Regions from separate parts of the Mus musculus genome. Here region 1 is linked to region 2. The links are chromatin contacts, called in public capture Hi-C maps. All regions are on one chromosome and are shown on one strand. Each heading gives the region's core, a stretch centred on a gene start, on an enhancer-like site or on the middle of the called end of the contact. The rest is flanking DNA. Distances are from core to core; before and after follow the strand shown. Region 1 holds the start of Pard3 (par-3 family cell polarity regulator). Region 2 holds the start of Coa6 (cytochrome c oxidase assembly factor 6).

Region 1 (3,158 bases), core at 212-2,711, 640 kb after region 2:
AGGTAGTCTTGGTGGTCGGCACCTGGCAGGCTGAGCCATCTTGGTGGCCCATGGACACAAGTATTGCTAAGATCCCAAACAAGAAAACCTCAGCAGGACTCACCGACATAGTGCGACCAGCACAGGCACTGGTAGACAAGTTGAATGATAGATATAGCCATGTAGAGATAATAAGAGTCTTTCCCATGGCTATGTGCACGCAAGAGTTCTCTTGTGGACTTTGGGAGGGTGAATTCTTGACGGACCCCTGAAAGGACGATACATTTGCTGGGACCAGTGATCATCGGATGGACTGAGAGCAGTCAGAAGGGAGAAAATGTGATGTTTCCTCTGACCTAGAGCCGCATGGCCAAGGAGACTGTGCAGGAGTCTAAAAAGCCAAGGGATTTCTTTGTTTTGCTTATTATTTTTAAAAGAAAGGAGGGATGGATGGAGAGCCCTCAGCACCAGCTGTAGATGCTCAAATTCTGGGGACCACAGGAGTTTTAATAGGCTTAAAATATCATGCAAATTAACTGTCAAACTGAACTTACTGTATTGTGTGGGACAAACTCAGGTCAACAGCGACTCTCTTGAAGTTTGCCATTCTTTGAAGACAACATTTATTTAAGGATCACATTTTCTAAGTAAGTCAGAAAGCAGCTTCAGTCACTTCTCTAGACTTGGTCCACTTTGTTATTAAACACCTTAGAGTTTGCTTATCACCCACTCCCTGTGGAGTTGGGGGTGTGTCAGTGCCTGAGTTTTGAGGCAGCCTTAGCAGCGAGGGAATAGCCTATCTAGAACAGCCTTCCCTCCGAGCGTTCGTACTGTGTTTTTTTTCAGAGGGTTTTAGGTTGCTTAGATTGAGGAATTTTCAAGAAACAGATGTATTTGAACTGCGGTGTTAAGTCCTGCTTATTTAAACAAGTGGGTCACCAAGAAACTTTAAGGTAAATAGTGGCCTCAAGAGGAAGTACCAGGGCGTCCACGCGTCTTCAACCTCTCTCGGGAGCAGCCAATTAATCTCTGCTACAGAACAGCGCCGCCCGGCCTTGCACCGGAGCCAGGCACTTAGGATAGAAACCCTGCTTTGCCTGACCTGGAGCTTCCTATCTTCGCCAGCGCGACTCGGTGGCTCTCGGGCTCTAAAGGCGTCTCCGAGCTTAAACTGCTTTCTCCCAGGAAGGGGATTAAAAGTCACAAAGAAAGGAAGAGGACCTCGCTGGAGCCCTCTGGGGGCGTGGGTGGGGCGTCCCGGAGTGGGCCTCCCACTGCAGCCTACGGCAAGTGGGCTGGAGGAGGACGCGCCCTGCCCCGCGCTGGCCCGAGCACAGCGCCGCGGGCTGCGACGCGCTTCGCCGTGCGGTGAACCGAGCGGCCGGGCAGCGGCGGAGGCCTCGGGGCGCCCCGCCCTGCGCCTCCTCCTGCCGCCTGCGCGCGGTGCTGTGCGCCCAGCCCGTCGCTGCTCCTCCTCCCTGCCTCGCCGTCCCCTCCTCGGAGTCCCGACTGAGCGCGAGCGCCACACGGCCCCGGGCCGCCGCCGAGCGCGCCAAGACGCCGAGACGCCGAACAGGTGGCCGGAGGCTGCAGGCGCCCGGGCGGGGACAGGCAAGGCCAGGCGAAGGCGGCCGGGCTGGACATGGTAGCCGGGCAGCTCTGTGCGGCCGCCTGCTCGCGCCTCTAGCCGCCGGCGCGCCGGCGCAGCGGCCCCACCGCGCCCTGCGTACAGTCTCCCGGCCCAGCGCCGCTCCGGCCACGGACAGCGAGGGACGGCGGCATGAAAGTGACCGTGTGCTTCGGGAGGACCCGGGTGGTCGTGCCGTGCGGAGATGGCCGCATGAAAGTTTTCAGCCTCATCCAGCAGGCGGTGACCCGCTACCGGAAGGCCGTGGCCAAGGTGAGTGGCCTGGGGCGCGCGGCGGGGAGCGGACGGGGGAAAGGCGCGGGGATCAATATGGCGCTTCCTGGAGACGGAGGAGGGAGACCGGGAGGCGGGGAAAGGGAAAGTGCCGCAGCCGACGGCCTCGCCGGCGCCCCCGGCCCGGACCCGCGGCCGTAAAGTTCTCGGCGCGCTCCGGCTGGGCCGCGATCGCCACCCTCACGGTCCCTGGACACTGTCTGGGTCCTCCGGGCTTAGGAGTGGACGGCCGGGTGCCCAGAGCCCGCACGGGGCGAGGCAGAGTGCGGCACGCGGGAGGCGCGGCGTTGCCTGGCGGGGCGCCTTTGCCCGACCGTCCGCGGGCCCTGGCAATCCAGCTCCAGGCCTCTCCCGGAGCAGGCCTGTCCCGGAGGGTTGCCCACGGAACTTTGGGGAGTGTGGGAAGAGTTGAGCGATCTGGTACACGCGGGAGCCGCAGCCGGGCCGTGGACCTTCTGTGTTCTTGCGGGATCTCCGAGTCGCGCGTGCAGCCGTGTTTGGGTCGGCCAGGCTCATGGGCTAAGGTGGGGGCGATGGAGTGGCTCCGGTGCTCGGCTCCTTAAAACACCTAAGCCTAGACTCGCTCCTGGAGTCAGAACTCCCTCTGGCTCTCTACCCCTACCTAGCTGGATGTGCTCCAGTGAGGAGCCCGGGCTTCACTGGGCCTGGGGTCGAAGTAGCCTCTATTTCTCTGTTTTCCTCATGGAGAACATTGTCTCCATTAAACCGCATTCCTCCATAATAGGTCAGAAGTGGAAGGGCGTTTTGTAGGTTGTTTTACCCTCTGTGTTTGACAACAGCCCACGCTGAAGTTTCGTTCTAGCACCTGAGGATATTTCCTTTGTATGAGAGTGGAATGTGTTCCCTTTGGTATTTCCCCGTCTGTTGTCTGTTCAGTGGCCTGCCTTCTGTGACTTCAGAACAAGCGAGAGGAGAAGGTGGCTTTGTCTGCATATGTCGCTGAATGCTCGTGGGTCACCCTCCATTTTTCGCTGAAATTAAGAAAGGGCAAAATGGTTACACCGTTGTTTTGTTTTGTTTTGTTTTTAGTCTGTGTTGGAAAATATAACACAAGATTGCCCCTTTAAGGAGACTTTGGGGGATGGTTGGCAATCTGGTACAGGGATAGGAGATGCTGAGTTCAACAGCTGTAAGTGTTCTTCCAGTTGGTCGAACTCATTGAAAAATCAAACAACATTAGTGGAAATTGGGCACCTGTTTATCTTGTAAAGCTGACAAGAGGGGAAATCCTCTGTAA
Region 2 (3,455 bases), core at 713-3,212:
CTCTCTTGGGCCAATTACTTATTCTATTAAAACCTGGGCACACACATTCATGCAGAAAAACATAAACAAAACATGTGCATGGCTAAAAAAGTGCTTAGAAAGCAAACGCCCAGGTCTAGGAGCAGAACCCAAAGGCTTCACATTCAGTCTCTGTGTGCCCTTCCTGATCAAATCTCTCCTAGCCCTAGAGACAGTTGTGATAATCTTTGCTGCCCTTTATGGTTTTACTATTTATGTATTTATCCTTAATACTGTAGTGGATATGAGTATCTGCATTTATTGCTGTGGTTACCAGTGAGAATATCGTGAGTATCTGCATATATTGCTGTGGTTACCAGTGAAGATGTCTGTCAATATCTGCATATATTACTGTGGTTACCAGTGAGAATATCAGTATCTGCATATATTGCTATGATTACCAATGAGGAAGTCAGCATCTGCATATATTGCTGTGGTTACCAGTGAGGATGTCTGTCAGTATCTCCATAGATTGCTGTGCTAACCAATGAGGACGTCAGTATTTGCATATACTGCTGTGGTAACCAATGAGGATTCAGTATCTGCATAGACTGCTCATTTTCTCAGCAGTGTTGCATCTGTCTTGTGCACCTTTAGAGAAGGAAAGGGTTTCTATGTCTTACGGTTTGTAGGTATAGTGAATGCCTGCACTGCAACTTGTCTTTTCTGTCCATTTCATGATGCTGTTTGGGTTTGTGTAGATGAGTGGGGCTAAAAAAAAACCTTTTCAAGGCTGCATGCATGTAGTACCCCCATGCATACAAAATAATAAATTTTTAAAAATTAATTTTCAACCCCTAAATCATATTTTCTCATACAGGTCCACCAGAGTTTTGAATAGGACTTTTTTTTTTTTTTAATATATTGGCAAGACACTGGGGAACATACAATGCATAATGTCTAACACCTTCAACAAAGTCTTGGATGGCTCCCATAATCATGTACATTAATCCTTCTACAGCAAACCCTCTTAGTTAAGTGAGACATATAAAGCATTATCACACCATTTTATCCCTCTCCCTCCTCTTCCTCTCTCTTATAAATCAATGAGTTCCAAGGAGTTTGTTATTTCAGAGTTGGGGAGGTTCTGTAACTAGTACAAGTTAACAGTAGCAAGAATACAGGTAGAATTTAATTAGTAAAAGTCGAGAGGAACCTCCTGGAGGAACTATCTGGAATTTGTCTGTAGAAGGATTTTCAGTGCAAATTTAAATTTCTACTAGCACCATCTCTCTAGAAACTGTACACTTTGCTAAACTTCATTTGTTTATAAGAGCCTCACTTTCTTGTCATCTACAGAGCTAAACTTCACTACTGAAATTGCTACTGTTATTTCAGTTTCCAATGAATTCTTGATTATGACGGTCGGGAAGAGATATACAGACAGCTGTGGCTGGCTGCGAACATCACTGCTTTTATTTCCCATTTCATTCATGTCTGCTCTTGATGTACCATTATGCACAGTCATAATTGCAGCCATATCGATAAAATGAGATAAATATACGAGACAGGGTTTCTCTGTGTAGCCCTGGCTGTCCTGGAACTCACTTTGTAGACCAGGCTGGCCTCGAACTCAGAAATCTGCCTGCCTCTGCCCCGCAAGTGCTGGGATTAAAGGCGTGTGCCACCACGCCCGGATACCTTTTTATAACCTGACATTGATAAAAGGCACAGGGAACCTCTAGCATGGCCAACCTCAGCTTCACCCTCACCCAGAGTCGGCGCTCTCCGGCGAGCTATCCCCTTCTCACCACACTCTGAGAACGGAGCTTGGTGCCGGCTCGGCCGCCTCCGCCAATTCCGGGTCCCTCTTCAGCCAATCAGGGCAGCCGCAGCTACAGAGGGCGGTACCAATCAGATATTAGTTTCCGCCCATAGGCCACGCCCCTGGTGCCGGAAATTATCCGCCGGAGAAACGGACTCGGCCGGAAGTCCCGCCCTTCTATTTGCAAACGGAGGCCGGGGCAGGTCAATCGGCGGCGGGTACTTTCGCAGTGAGTTTCCCTGTGCAGTCGGTGGACCTGCGGGGCGACACCGCCGTGCGGGAACCACAGTCCACACCGCTCTCCCACGTAGGCTGAGCCCCGGTCGCATGTTGCGTGGCTTCCCGCGTGACCACTGCAGGCAGGAATGGCAGCCCCTTCCATGAAGGAAAGGCAGGCATGCTGGGGTGCGCGCGACCTGTACTGGCGCTGCCTGGACGACAACGCGGAGGACGCGGCCCGGTGCCAGAAGCTGAGGAGCTCGTTCGAGGCCAGCTGCCCCCAGCAGTGGGTAAGTCCCGCGGGGTGCAACACATCCCTGCGCGCACCCTCACCTTAGGGTGGGTTTTGAGGAGCAAGGTCACGCGTTGGAAGTCACCAGTTAGTTGGTATTACTGGAGAAAATGACAGCGCTACCAGACTCTGGAGAAGGGACCTGGTGGTACAGCGCTGTGACTTCTGCAGGCGTCCATAGCCTTTCTCACAGCTCCTCCCCTAGAGCCTGGTCATATTAAGCAGTCTGGCTCACTCAGTATTAGTTCTTCCCTCTCTTCGCCTTGTCCCAGCCTCTGTCGACTCCTATAAAGACTGAGAGGTGTGTCCAAAGACACTCGTGCATGAGAGGGTGGGGAGGAGATGGAGGATCATGGGAATGTGTTCTGAGAGAGACACTTGGATTCATTCGCTGGGATTTTAAATTCAGCCTTGGGAGGTCTTGCATCCAGATTTATGCCGCGGGAGTCATGCATCAGAGGAGAAACATTTCTCCAGGATGAAGCAGCCTCTGTAGTGGAGGATTCGAACTAAGATCCTGAAGTGTACGTGTACTCTGCTCTACAGCGGTCCTATGAGAAAGATGTGGGCATGTGCTATGCAGGGACAAGAGAACCACAGCTCAGGGTGGCTGGTGCACCCACAGGTTCGGGAGGAGAAACACCCTAAGAGGTGCTGAGTTCTGGACAAGCTGTTGTCAACACCAAAATACTGCTCTCGCTTCAAGGGCTAGTCTGTTTTGTAGCCAAATATGAGTGACTGGCTCAGGAACAGAGTATGAGGTTTTCCCCAGATACCATTTGGCAGAAGTTTTATGCAGTCTTATGGAACAGAACAAACGGTGGAAACAAAAGGTAAGTTTGTTACAGCAAAGGAAGCCTTCTGGTTGGTGGAAGCCAGTGGTCTGTTAAAACATTACAGAAGGTTTCACCTGTCACCAGGGTGTTATGTCAGTCACAGAAGAGGGCAAGGGATTAAGAGAGCTTAAGAGTAGAGAGAGCTAAAGACAGACCTGGCAGCAATCAAACCTCTCCGTAGTCACTCCCGTTCTGATCAATCAGTCCTGTAGAAGGTATGGCTTGTCCCACCCCATTTAAGTTGGGATGGAATGCCTAAATTACCTTTAAATGTAATTGTCTCTTGGGGCATTGATCCTGACAGATGTTACAATAATTTGCCACA

What was found. Capture Hi-C pulls out chosen DNA fragments and counts their contacts.
Region 1: a contact with region 2 is called in a capture Hi-C map of macrophages, with 4 times the contacts expected there. The contact joins the promoter of Pard3 here to the promoter of Coa6 in region 2. A contact is called at or near these places in 2 of 39 promoter capture datasets (both in liver), 2 of 484 Hi-C or Micro-C datasets (embryonic stem cells and uterus) and 2 of 9 other capture datasets (adipose tissue and macrophages).

The regions. Positions count from the first base shown.
Region 1 is chr8:127,062,595-127,065,752 of GRCm38.p6, forward strand. Pard3 (par-3 family cell polarity regulator) reads left to right here and starts at 1,462. Exons shown (of 25, transcript NM_001309391.1): 1 at 1,462-1,879. The coding sequence starts at 1,760.
Region 2 is chr8:126,420,539-126,423,993 of GRCm38.p6, forward strand. Coa6 (cytochrome c oxidase assembly factor 6) reads left to right here and starts at 1,963. Exons shown (of 2, transcript NM_174987.4): 1 at 1,963-2,292. The coding sequence starts at 2,149. It overlaps Gm51604 (a long non-coding RNA gene), which reads right to left and starts at 1,832. Exons shown (of 2, transcript XR_003947620.1): 1 at 1,731-1,832.